Linked DNA regions of Drosophila melanogaster: region 1 is linked to region 2. Evidence: chromatin contacts called from public Hi-C data. All regions are on one chromosome and are shown on one strand. Each heading gives the region's core, a stretch centred on a gene start, on an enhancer-like site or on the middle of the called end of the contact. The rest is flanking DNA. Distances are from core to core; before and after follow the strand shown.

What was found. Hi-C and Micro-C count contacts between places; a contact is called where the count stands out from the background.
Region 1: a contact with region 2 is called in a Hi-C map of the Kc167 cell line, with 1.7 times the contacts expected there. The contact joins the promoter of tmod here to the enhancer-like site in region 2. A contact is called at or near these places in 6 of 107 Hi-C or Micro-C datasets (the Kc167 cell line, the PNm cell line, the S2 cell line and 2 more).

What each region holds. Positions count from the first base shown.
Region 1 is chr3R:30,529,646-30,536,903 of dm6, forward strand. tmod (tropomodulin) reads left to right here and starts at 2,962. Exons shown (of 8, transcript NM_170504.4): 1 at 2,962-2,999; 2 at 3,451-3,862. The coding sequence starts at 3,641. lncRNA:CR45552 (long non-coding RNA:CR45552) reads right to left here and starts at 2,216. Exons shown (of 4, transcript NR_125296.1): 1 at 2,207-2,216; 2 at 922-1,269; 3 at 487-785. It overlaps lncRNA:CR45553 (long non-coding RNA:CR45553), which reads left to right and starts at 710. Exons shown (of 3, transcript NR_125298.1): 1 at 710-831; 2 at 1,342-1,914; 3 at 2,038-2,732.
Region 2 is chr3R:30,068,768-30,075,398 of dm6, forward strand. The region is part of intron 6 of sima (similar); the gene reads left to right. Among named protein-coding and RNA genes, the nearest start is that of sima, 14 kb to the left of the region's middle. Within about 2 kb of position 2,609, at least 17 of the 39 cell types and tissues checked have an H3K27ac peak or open chromatin away from gene starts, as enhancers often do. A contact at or near this core is called in the Kc167 cell line and wing imaginal disc, where this site is marked.

The sequences.
Region 1 (7,258 bases), core at 1,712-4,211, 460 kb after region 2:
CAAGCGGGCCGCATTCAAAGAAAACTCGTGATATAGGGAGGGAAAAGCTCGGAATGGGAGGAGTACACAAAGAAAAATATATTCAAAATCGGCAATCAATTTAATACAGCAAACTGCAGACTTGAATTTGCGCTGTGCTATTTGAAATTTATATTTTACAGTTCCAGAGAACCTATGACTCTCATATAATCTAATAACATTTTGAGATATTCCTTTTCTCTTTGTGCTAAAAACAGGCAACGTTAGCTTGTTGGATTATAATAAAAAGCACTTCATTTACTTTGTGCAATTTACAACTGTGAAATAAACAGGGAAACGCCAAGGCCAAGGAGCTCTGAAAAGTGGCTGGGAAAAGGCAATGTGGAGAGGTTCCTGTATATATGGCCGGAAAAAAAGGAAGTGCGGTCACGCCTCGGCTGCACATGTCACCCCTTTGTATCTTGTATCTTTCTGTATGTCTTTGCCGTCACCGCTTTGTTTTATTACCAGTTTGCCTCCATTCAGAGCAGTTCATCTCCATCCAGTTTGTTTTTCCTCGCCTCTGCTTGCCCTATAATTTATTTATGCATGTATTTTATTAAAGATTTCCATGGCGTCGTTCCGTTCTCATTCTCGTTGTCGTTATCGCCGCTGTCGTCATAGCAGGCCATCCCCAGTCACTTGTTGACAAAGAAATTACTTATTAATCATATTTGAGCGCTGATTTCTCGTCGCCAAAGGATCACGAGCAGCTGTGATGGGGAGCACATGTGCGTGCATCCACAGAGGGCTCCAAAAATATAGCACTTAAAACATATTCGAATAAAATGCATTAAAAGTGTGTTATAGCAAGTAAGTTAAGTATAACATAAACCGCATCTCAAAATGAAATCATACAGATATATCATTGCATATGACTGATTAATCATTATCCTTATTTACCTTAAAACCCATCCTATTTGCCTAACCCCCGCTGTTCGTGTGTGGGTGTCTGAGTGGCTTTTGATGTGTGTTATCTCATGTTATCCTTTGGCTTCCTCTGCCGTGGCTTGTCTGTCATCAGTGTGGTTTTCCACATCCAAACACACAGATGCAGAACAGGACCGTCGAGAGGGGAATACGAAGGAGTTTGCTGCTCTATTTCGTGGCTCTATTCATTACCCAGCGCCCGCAACTCCGCCCTGCCCCTGATCCCATGCCACATAATTGCATTTGCTCATCAGAGACACATCCATTGGATGTATCTATATTCAGGCATTTGTCCCGCATCATGTCGCTGCGTTTGCCGAGCTGAAAAGACATTTTCGAGAATTAATTTTAGAATATTCCGTCTTGCGTGTGCTTGGCGCTTTGTTTACACAGCGCTGCGGGGAAAACCGGGGGTCCGTTCGAAACACTTGTCTTTCATATATCTTGTGCAGTCCGCGATGCGATACAGGAAGTCCGCACATCGCTGTCAAAACTAAAGCCCCCAAATGCCAGCAATTGAAAGCGTTCGCTAATCAAAAATCTAAATCGGAATCAGCACAAAATCAGAAATCGGACAGAAGGCAGAAGGTGAAATCACTTGAGATGGGCATCTTCCGACAGATGCCCCTGCCACAAGGCACCCTGTACAGGCCCCGCTGGCTGTGATGCACTGCCTCCACTCGCACATCGAACGCTGGCCACGGCAAAGGAAAAAGGGAAAAAAACGAACGGAAAATAAAGGAAAAAAAAAGAAAAGCGCATGAAAAAGGAAAAGACGGCGTCAAATGCCGCCCGGCCAAATGGCCAGCCGGATCAGCCCAATGTATTCCACCCGATTCAGAGTTGTTTGCCCACAGAGGGTATCGATGAGATGTCTGGGCTTATTGGAAAAAAAATGTTGGAAAAAGGGAAATGCAACACGGGCTTATGGGGATAGTAAGTCCCTCTGATAGAGTGGACAAATTGGTTTGTAAATTAATTTTAAAATCTATCTAAATTCAAGTTTATAAGATATTTTTACTTCTTGAATAAACATTCTATAATTCTTATTGTAAAACTCTATTCTTACTATCAAAATCTCTTTTTTAGGTATTCCAAAGTCGGAAGATATCACTATCTTCATCCTTGGCTGCCTCTTTTTTCTGTCTATTGTTAAATCCACCCAAAATAGCTCCACGCACATTGACGAGAAGAGTGCGTGGGTCTTTGACGGGGAGTATGGAGAGTAGGGGGTATGCGGAGTAAGGGGAGTACAGACCATATGAGATGGCGAATGAGGAGTGTTGGCACTTCACGGCGGAGTTTCACATTCTGACGGGCCTCAGACGTCCGGCAGCCGCACTAATTGCATTCGCCTGGTCAAACGAAGAAATTGCAACAGGCGGACAATTAGCGAGCGAACTCATTCGCATTCAAATTTCACATTTGCTCAAAGAAAGAACAGAAATACTGCACTCAGAAAAATGGTTAACTCACTTCTTACTTCATTGCAGATATTTTGATATTTTATAGAACTCTGGAGTTCAATTTCGGAAGGATTAGGATACATGTGGGATCACAGCCTTGTACTTTTACTTTTTAACATACGAAATATTGTCAGATAGTTTCCTCTTTTTACCAAATAAAGCTTTCTAAATGTAAATCCAATTTGGTAGGATTTTCTCTCAGTGTAGAGGCACACAGTGTAGAAAAGATCGGAACGAAGGCAACAAAAAACTTTTGAAACGCGACGAAGATCAACGTTCAAAATTGAGCAGACGTCAGCAGCGGCAGCAGATCGGCAGAGAACTGAGAGTGAGAGTGGAGGAGAGAGTGTGGAGAATTGCTGGCGCTCTCCCGAGCGCTGGGGGTCTCGGGCCGTCCCGCTCGCACCTGCGGCTAACACATTGGGGGCCTCTGCCCCACTAGACCCTCCGGAACTCAGACCGTCTCGCTCTGCTCTCCGGCGTCGGTTCCGGTGGCAGACGGCAGAAGATTCTAACTAGAAGAATTAGAAGAAGCTAGGACGGAGGCAGCAAGTAGAAGACCCGTGATCGTGTAATTCGCCTCGTGTGCGTTCCGTTGTTCCGTAATTATTCCGGATTTGTTTTCGAAACAGGCTGAAGTGATGTGATGGGATTTCGATAGCTCCATCTTTCAACTTGTTTCGCTTTATCCGCCTTTTGTCACCACGGCTCTACGTTATTCCGTTGTCCCATTGTTCCGTTCTTCCGTAGTCCCATTGTTCCGTAATTCTCCGTTCTCCGTTGTTGTCGCGCCTTTCGTGGCCGCTGGTCGACGTTACGTTTTTACAGTTCGATAATCGAGCACTTCCCGAGAGGATCGAAGGCTCCAGGCATCTGCGTAAACCACGAAGGATCTACAGTACCTCTAAATATACCGCCCTTAGGTCGAAAACAAGTTACTAAAAAACCAGCGCGCCGTGAAATTCCTCTTGTTTATATAATAACCAGCGGCTGCCAAAAGCCCAGCGGAATATACAAAAAATATTCATTTTTCTAGCTCTGGTCGTTTGTATTTTTCAGGCTAAAAGAAAGAAAATAAGAAAGAAGAAAACCCAAGCAATTCTGCGTGTTATGTGTTATCGTTGTGATCAGTGATCCAGTGATCAAGTGAAAGTGAACACAAGAACGTGAGAGAAAGCCAAGTGAATCAGCTCGACTCCAATCGAAAAGGATATAAATCAGAGACAATGTCGGACATTGAGGATGTTTTCGGTGGCTCCGCCGAGGAGACCAAGCCCGAACCCGATGCCCAGAGCAAAACCAGCGTGGTCACCGAGCACACCGAGGAGGTGATTCCCGGCGAGACCGAGAAAATGGTAACGGAGACCATCGATGAGGATGGCGATGTCGTGGAGGAAACCACCGAAGTTACCCGCAAAACGGTGAAGCGCACCATGAAGATCACTGAGGTGAGTGAACTCTGACCCATGGATCCATCTAATAGCCGCCATTATCCATTAACTAACTTATTGTGCGTGTGCTGAGTACAAACATAATTCGAATAGCCATGAAAATCAATATGTATTCTGAATTTGAAAACCGTTCAAGAAGCTATAAAAATTCGGGAACTTGGGAAATTCTTAATGGAAACTATTTCCAAAAGCTTTAATGTTAAGTGCATATTCGCAATCAACTTAAAGAACAGTTCGTTAAAATTTATTAAGCATGGAAATTTTTATAAAAATATTTTCGATTCAAGTATTGTTTACCAAGCTTTTGGTGGGGGGATATATGCCGCAAAACAACATCTTGTTTTTGCATTGAATTTATATAAAAACATCGCATATTTTTGCGAAAGTAAATGACATTCCATTTTACATATTTCCGAAAATATTCTTACGGAACTACAAGTTTAAACCAAAGAATCCGCCCAAAACTGAATGATTTCCTCAATAGTTGGCCACCCCCGATCGTTTGGCTTATGAAAGACTATAAATCATTATTCTCATATTCTGAAGGGATCTTCTGCCGTACTGGTCTCCTCGCTTGTGAAATTGGCCAAAACATGGCGAACTCTGGCTATACATTATTTATACCAAGTGCCATTTCTCTATGTGCGTCTTAGCGAATTGTTTATACGGTCCCACGAATATTATAAATCTTCCCATACATTATACATCACACACACCGCGGCACAGATATAGACGGACATATAGGCGATTATATACACATATACATATGTATGTATATGTTCGGCCACACTTTCTATAGGCGACGTTGCCGGGGGAAAGCCAACAAAAAATACAAATTTTGCAGCTGTTTGATTTCGGCGCAAATTATCACAAAAGATTTCAAATGGCATGGCGTATAAAAAAAGCTGGGAATTAAATTATTATTAAGCAGAAATCACTTAAATACTCGATGCCGAGCTATGCCAAAAAATCCCCACACTCGAAGAGAAATGGCAAAAAAATTAAATGCAATAAATTCTGTGCCGCCAACAAATGCAGAGGCAAAAAAACAAGTATCAGACCAAAAAAAAAAAAAAACAAAAAAAACATCGAGAAGAAGGCGAAACAAAAAATAAATATTGAGGTTTCCGTGTCTTGCGGTCTGGCGCGCACTGGGCGAAAGTTGGGTGGTGCCGCATGGGGCGGGTGGTGCAAGTGGTGGGGCAGCAATTAATTGCCACAAATCGTTGCACAAAATTACAAATTGCATTTCCGGCTTGGCGCGGCGGCCACGCACTTCCACCCGTATTCCCCACTACCGCTACCCCACCCCAAACCCCGCAGAAAGTCTTCGATTTTCCCGCCGCTGTTTTACGACTGTCTGGCCCCCCTCGCCCCTCGCCGGGCGAAAAGCAAAACACCGCCCGTTTTTCTTTCGTCGAGTTTTATGGCAGCCAAATTAAATTTGCATTGCAATTTACTTCTTTTTGGGTCGGCCTCTCGGCCTTTTCTCGTTTTTCCGTTTTGCCGTTTTTATGGGCCCGAAATGGAAATGAAAACGCATGAGCTCAGCCAGCCGGAGTCCTGCGAATGGGGCAGGGATAAGGATGTGCTGCTGCCAGGGCATATGTTGCCATATACACAAAACAGGATCGTATGTGCCTCGCTCCGAGCAGCTTGCCGAACTAATTGCGCTGCCAAAGTCCGGTTTCCTTGCCGAAGCTCATGAACTGCTGAACTGCTGAACTGCCCAAGCCAGCTTTCCCCGCTCACTTTCTCCCGGCGGCATTTCCTGGGCGAAAGCGGCTAATGAGTCACGTACCGTTTTTGTCATTTTTATGCGCTTAACAGGTCAAAGTTCCAGCCGCAGGGATACGTGACCAAAGTCGAGTTTGAGTTGAAAATGCAAAATTAGTTAAATAAAGTCGGAGATACGCCGGGCACTTTCTCCACTCCCCATCCCCACTGCCTTTCGTTATCCTTAATTCGAGGCGAAGCGGAAAACTGTCATAAATTTCACAGTTGATTTCACCGTTGTTTCCTGATTTGATTAGCTCATTAAACGACGGTAATTTGTGCGGTGCGGGGTATGGTTCAAGCCTCTGTGTATTTGCTTATAAACTAAACAATAAATATTAAAGAGAATGACTAAATTGAATAAAATATTCATAGAATATTCATGATTGATTAGTTTCAACAAAATCGAACTCTCAATCTATTGTCACTGAAAATTCAACATCAAATACGCCCAATTTGCGATTATTAAATTATCTGATTATGCGCCATTTAATGCAAACATTATGGAAATGCACCACTATTTAATAAACACCCAAACGAGCGACTTTGCGGTCGGAAAGTTCGGCCATATTATTCCTGCCGACTGGAATGTAGTTAAGCAAATCTTTGCTCAGCTCCGCCGTTCCAATCAAATGGGGCATGCTAATTTGTGCAACAAGCCGTAAACTCACATAACCGGACACCACATCCATATTACACATGAGCCCCATGCGGAGATTGCTGGGATAATGGAATTTCCTGTGGCCTCCAACGTCCATTGTCCTGCTGTCCCGTCCAGTATTCTCTTGATTAGACATCATAATATTGAACGGAGATTAATTGGAATCCGTGAGGGGCCAGCTCAGCTCCGAACGGATTTATTGTAGTTGGTGATGTTTTCGGGGAAAACCATTCAGAGTTTTCCGCCCGATTAGCCTGGCCACGGATATTCCGCTGGTTGTCGTGGACCACAGCGATTTTCCCGATGATTTTATTGCGCTAGCTGGCATATTAAATTGTTTTGAATTTTGCCAGCGAACTCCGCAAATGCGGCCAACCACAGCGCTAATCAGCGCAGGGACAGCTGTCTCTGCACCACCCACTATCCCGTCGCCTGGACCACCGACCGCACCGCCCACCGCACCACCAGCCACTCCCACAGATCCCTGCGCCCTTCACCCCCTTTTCATTGACAGCTGTCAACGCGGTGGCGCCTCTTGAAGTCCAAACATATATTTCACTGGCAGCCACTGAAACGTGTGTTGTGTGTGTGTGACTACACTGAGATATTTTTTGATTTTAGGGTTTAAAACTTGTATTATTCGTTACTAATATATATACCATATACCGGATAGGTTTTTTACCCGAGTTGTTTAGTTTGAAAAGATCGAGAGTTATGGATGTTACCACAAATAGTGGTACTAAAAAAGGGCCACTCCCCAACGATTTCTCGCAGTGCATGGCAAAGTGTGTATTGGTTTGGTTGAAAGGCGTGACACAACAAGACGACATTTCAATGTCAGGCGTCTCTTGGCCTTTGACGCTCGCTTAGCTTCCATTCACTTGTTGCAGTTCCCAAGGAGATTTTCCCAGGTCCCACCTCCACTCCCTCGGAAAAGAGAGGAGAAGCCCACACCC
Region 2 (6,631 bases), core at 1,359-3,858:
GACCATTAGTCGTTGGCTTGACTTGGCTCTGCTTTAATTTCACTTTAGTTGCTAATTAGCTTTTGCGAAAGTAAACGAATTGGTCAGGCAGCGAGACAGCTGAAATCTCTGTATCTATCGCTATCTGCACTTTCATATCTCCTCTATCTCTTCATTTCAACGAGTTTTTTGCTGATTCAATTATGTTAGATTTTGTTTTTTTGTTTATTTATTCGCCATTTCATATCGTATGCCTGAGCTAGTAAATCTGTATAATCCAGCTACGTCTTATTGCTTCACTATCAGCAATGCCACAAGAGAAATATTCCCACCCATCTTGCTTAGAAATGGAAGACGCGCCAAAGCCACCAGCTCATTTGCAATCAATTTTCATAAGCCAAAGTATCGTTACCGCGTCGAAATATCCAAACAGATCGATAGATAAATGGCCTGACCATAGAGAGCAAATATTTTTTGTATCTTCACTTTTCTCTATACAAAAAAGAATTTATATTTATTTGCTAAGGAATTATGCCAGTGGCACTTAACAATACGAAAATAGTGATATATATTGGCTAGATAACTAGCAACTTTGAAGTAAGTTTCTTTGTAATTTCTTTGTAATTTATGAATGTCATGCGAGAGAGAGAGAGAGGAGTCAATTCGATATTAAATGACCTCTTATTTCTTTCCGTGCAATGAAGTCCCACATCTTCGATTGCAGAGTGTGAGTGGGAAAGTGTTTGCTGCAAGCATTTTTTCTTAATTTCTCCCCAGCTCATCGGGTGCGGCTTCTTGTTATTGTTTGCTTATTTGTTGCTCTTAATGGCCGCGTCATGTCGTCTACATTGGCCAAATAATGTTGCCACTGCCGATGGAGCGGCGATGGAGCTACGATGGTGCTCCTTGGCTGGCTGCACTTAAAATGCCAACGCTGGGCAATAAAAAGTCTTCTGCTGACCATTGTTCGGGGTACAATGTACCCAAAAGTGCCCAAAAGAGCGCATCCTTGCAGCCAAGGAACAGAAAATTGTCACTGCACTACAATTGGAATTATTATTGGCTGCGATGACTTTGGCTTCTTGGCCGGACATTCGCCCGCTCCTGGTTTTCGTGTAGACACGTTCTGCGCGAAATGACTTTCGGTTTTATGATGCGACGTATCCATTTGACCAGGACGCTCGAGTCCTAGGATGCAGCTGGCGATCCCGAGTTCTGTGTGCATCTCGCATATCGTTAGCAAAACTTGCCAGCAAGTTGTAAAAATGTCTTCGAAAGTCGTAAAAGTATTTCATACATTTTTGTTTTTATTAAGTTGCTTTCGCCGCTCTGATGGAAGTTTCCTTTTTCCCGCTTTTCCAAAAAGTTTCCGTTCGCGAAAGCTTGCCCGCAATATTATTGTTTATGAGTGCTGTCCGTTTTTATTTCCATTTGATTTTCATCAAGTTTACATGGCTTTGTAATAAGGGGGTCAGCTGGTGCAGTGCATCCTTAAAAGCTTCAACCATCCTCCCCTTTTATTCCCTTAAAATTCGAGCATGATGATGGTGATGGAAGGTACAGTGGAATTACCAAAGGATGGTCTGCTATAAAATGCACTTACGTATCAATCGGAAAATGAATGTCAAATAACTGTTGCATACTCTTAGACACCTTTAGGGGAAGTATCAAGTACCTTCGTTACTTTTAGGCTCCCTTAAGTTTCATCCGATTTCAAGTTGGAGGAGTACTTCTCCCCAATCCTAGCCGATTCCTCCCGCTTTCATGCTGTGCATGTGGGTTGTGTTCGCATGCAGCTGGCGCAGCTCGCAAAATACTAAACGTCATGTGACAAACAGTTCAATAAAGTACAAAATGTGCGGAAAATCGCAAATGTCATGCGGGAAAATCTCGCATCGGGCAGTGTTTGCCGTTCGGATGTGTGTGTGTGTGTGTGTGTGTAGTGGAATGGAAATGGAAATGGGAAATTGCGCTCGAGCATTTCCATGCTGCAAATAAAGACGACAATTTGGCCGCGAGGCGAAAAATTATGAAACGAGCGGGTGGAAAGCGAGGGAAATGTTCGAGGAAAGTGGCAGTGGATCGAAGGGGGCAAAAGTAAACTTAACGTGCCAGATAAATATCCTCTGACAGACAGACAGCGAAGAGATAAAGCCAGCATCGCTTTGGATTTTTAGGGATGAAGGTGGAGTTGGAGATGGAGATGGAGATGGAAGTGCGGGTGAAGTATAGCAGCTCCTCCAGCGAGTGTTGCAATAAATTTTGGAAAGCAACAAAAAACAATACCGAAAAGTGGCTTTGGCAGATTTGGCGCTGCGTGTGAAAAGTTCCCCTTCGGAAAATGCATTTTCCACTGGCGCTGCATTCTGGGGGCATTGCCGCGGCATTTGCCAGACATTCAACTTTCAACTCTTGCCACAAGCCAGTTGCTAGTTTCCCGCTGTTTGTTTCTGTTTAAGTTTCCTTTTTTTAGTTTCTGTTTCCTTCCCAGCTTTTCCGAGAGGGCAGCTGACAGTTGTGCTGGCGCGAGTGTTGTGGGTTGAAAGGGCGTGTGATCCTGGCCAGGCACGTACCAATGGGGCGTGGCACCAAGTGTTGCATACTTTTCGGTGATGGCCTACGCGAGGTGACTTTAAACCGCTGCAAACGTGTAGCCCAAGATACAGAAGAAGAGGAATCATTAAGACTCAAAGTTCTATAGACCGTTGGCTGAAAACGAAGCAAGGAATTATTGTATTCAAGTTGAGTGTAATACCTTTACTCAGACTTGACTGCGTGGATTTCAAGTGCAAGTCGGGCTAGGGAACTTTATTTTCATTTGCTCCCACGCCCGCACGAGTTGTGTAATCAACATAACAAGCAACTGCCAGTTTACGAGTCTGTTAATGTCTCACACACTCCGGAGACTCCCAGCCAGACGAGCTTCCTGGCCATGTCCCGTAGTCGTCGGCGCTATATAAACTATACGTCTGAGCCCCGCGAATGCTTCCTGCCAAAAGTGTCGATGATGCTGACGCTTAGCGCTGCTGCCAAGTCGTTGCACTCATCAGAGCAGCCGAATTCTCCGTTTTCGGGGGGAGTGGAAACCATGCCCTGCTCCAAAACGGTTTCACACAAAAGTTTATTTATCTTGTTGGGGCTAACAGTGCACAGTGGTCTGGGAAAATGTTCCATCGGAATGGGTCTGTGGGGCATTTGAACTCCAAATTGTTGCATACTTTAAAACACTTTTGTAGATAATTTTGGAATCTTATGAAGCCATTTGAATATTTGTATTTTATATGTTTTCGAAAGCGTTTATCCCACTGTGGCTCGACCGCTTTATGTTAATGCACTTAAATTTGGCTCGCGGCATAAGTGGGCGTCGGGGCGTGGCTGGGCACGGGTTGTTGCAGCTGCCGTCGAGGCAGCCGCATTTTATTACATGCATAATTTCGCCAGGGGATCCTCGCTGGTCCGCCTCGGTCCACTCGGCCCCTGGGCGGGGGAACCACGGAACTTCGTTCCCCACTCCTGGATAATCCACATCTATTCCCAACTTCGTCTCCATCAGCGTCCCGCTGCTCGTCTCTTATTTATTCGTCTGCATCGTCTGGGCCATGAAAGCGCCAAACTAATGCCGTCGAAACTAATGGTCCAATTCGAGTGGCTCGTCGGCATCCTCATTTCGGCAGCTACGGCAGCGACTCATGCTGCCATGTCCTGCTCTGTAATCCTGCGTCGCCTTGCCTCGCCTCGCAAGGATTGTAAAATTTTCCAGTTAATTTTAGCGTCCTCAGCGCGTCGCTTGCATTTGACAAATTAAAATTGCATGAGCGGAAATGCGGCTTTAAGTTGCGCCGGATGTGGCTGACTGACTTGGCTGCAACAGGAACTGACTGCTTCCTGTGCGCGCTGCCAACTAAATTACTTTTCCAGCTGAACTTTTTCCACTTTTCGTCCATCAATTTGCCAACAGGTGGGTCACAGCTCAGCTCGGAAGTCCATCATCTCTTTATTACATAGGCTTAAGGTCGCAACAAAGGGGCTTTAAGACTTTCCAAGTGTAATCTTAGACTTTGGTAATAATTTTTGAGTAAATTCATTCCAAATACATTCCATAATTAATGTTTGGCAACTGATGAAACCTAAAACCATTAGCGTATTTATATCCAAGCGTCGGTTAAATGGCGCTGGTTAAGGTTCCTTTCTGGCCAAATTATCTGCCCGGGTCCTTGGACCCTTATGCCTCGACTAATGTTAATGAACTGCGATGGTGGCGTTGCCTCCCAGGTGGACGCACGCTCCTCTTACCTGTTGATTTATGGCATCCTCCATCCCGCGCCGCTTAATTTGCGAGAGTTTATTAAATATGCCGGAGCTGCAACTCCTCTACGTGAGTGCCGCGCTGCATCCAGCGACTGCTGCGGAATCCTGCGGAGTCCTGTGAGTCCTGCGGAGGATGCCATTAGTTTTGGGGGGGAAGTGAGAATTCCTGCTCTGCCCGATCCCGACTCCCGGCGGATGCACTTTGTGTTGTGTTGCTGGCTTAGCTGAATGGCTCTATTTGGGGATGCCGCCCACACCCATTCACCGAAATATATCCTGGACCATCCGGGCACCTCTGCAGATATTTCATTTCATTTGTGTCCGGGCAGTGACTTATGATGATGAATGTAAATGCTGCACTTTTCGTACCTTCAGGCAGTTTTGCAGTTTAGCTGGCGGGATCTCACGCCTTAAAGTTGCAGATCCTTTTGCACAATTTTCCGCTACGTGTTGGCGTCCATTGTCACGTTACAATGCTGGGGAGTTAACTTCCCCTTTTTCCGAACAATTGAGGCAACAATTGAATGGCAGCAAGCCCCTCGCATTTATACCCTGCCCTCCCCTTTCGCCCGGCATATCAAATTAGATAACTATTCCATCGAACTGCACTGCTGCTGGTGCAACAAAAGCGAATGCGTTAATAACATTTAATGTGCCTGCCCGCGCTAATGACATTTGGCCAAGTTCATTTCGATTCCTTCAACGCTTTTATGGCCGCCATTCGGAGTCCGGGGGCTGGCTAATTGAGTTTATAGTCGCTTCAATCGCTTTGGCATCCCGCCCACTCGCACATCTTTCCCCTTCGGCCATGCACACTGGTGCAAATGATAGAGTTTCAATATTTGAATGCATTCCAAAATGATTTTGAGTTATGATAAATCAAGCTAACTTACTATCGAAAATATCGATGTACTATCGATTGTTTTGCTGTTTCAATTGTTCGTTTAGTATATTTTCACTTTTAATATAAAAATGTGAAATATACTTTGACTGCTGATGGTGATAAATTCGTGTAACCTCCAGGACATTGTGCACTGTATGTCCTCTTTATCGGCGACTTTGGGTTGCATACTTTTGTGCTCTTGGGTGGGTAGCAAAGTTTTGCCGCCTTTGCAAGATTTTCGCAAGTCTTGCAGAAAATTATACAAAAGGCGAAGGCAAAGCTTAAGGGTTTTGCGTAGGTGGGTGGCATGCAAATATGCATTTGATTACACGCTCCAAACAAAGGCAAAATGATAAAAGTTGTGCGCCAGCCGCCGCAGAGTGTGCAGCGACTTTTCGCCATTTCCCGCCCATTTTCCTCGTTTTTCCCACCCAGAAAGCTAAGTAAATTTGTGTGTTTATTTGCCAAACCTCAGAGGAAACTTTGCTTGCACCCACCACACGATTTTCGCGGGCGGAGGTAAAAGTAAAACGACAAAGAACACAAAATGTCAATCGACCAAGTGGAAAATTTTCATTAAATTAAGAAAGCGCACAATTTTCCCACTGCTGGAAAATTGTCGCAGCAGCAAAGGAGAACTGAAAACAAAAAATCTAAAGGAAAAAGTAGCGAACCCAATGAATGTGCAAAGTTTTATGTTTTTGGCTGCCGGGCGCAGATTTTCCTTTTGCCAATTTTCCTCTTCGTTTTTTTTTTAGTTGCATTGAGGTTTGCTTGTGTGTGGGTGGGGGGGGTGCTGATGATAGTCGTTCCCAATTCTCTGCTTCAGCCCCTCGGCCTTCATTTTCGGAAAGGTTGTCAGACAAAACGAATAAATGTGCTTAGGCAAGCGGGAAAAAAGCAAGAAAAACAGCGCAGAAATTGCATGCAAAATTCTTATCGATAAAGAAGTGATGAGCCTGAAAGTATGCAACGCTTTTTGGCTGCTGGTACAGTGGGATCTTTAAGAAGAAGAAAGAACTTAATTGGAAAGTGCATTTGACAAACATTTGAATAGTTTATTTCAAAAGTATTTATTATATATGCCCATTTTTAAGGGTTACTATTTCTAATATTTACCCACTTGCGACCCACTTCATTTGCTGCCTCTGCAAATCCCCTTACAAATCCCCTCACAATCGAAAACAAAATGTCAGGCCTTTGCCCAAACTGCTTAAGAAACCTTTCACAATGCCAGCCACAATTTGCTTAACAAAAAACCTTTTGACTTGGGCTTTTGGACTTTGTCTGCGTTTCTGTTCCCCGGGGCTCTGCGCAATCAATCAAAAGGCGCTTGTGACTTGGGAACCCCCTTTGATCCGCTGCTGCTAAATAAGTCGTGTAAACTGGCAAAATATTTGCGGTCCTTGGCGAAGGATTCCCTGCCCGTCGTGACCTGGGCCTTCTTCACTCCATGATGGC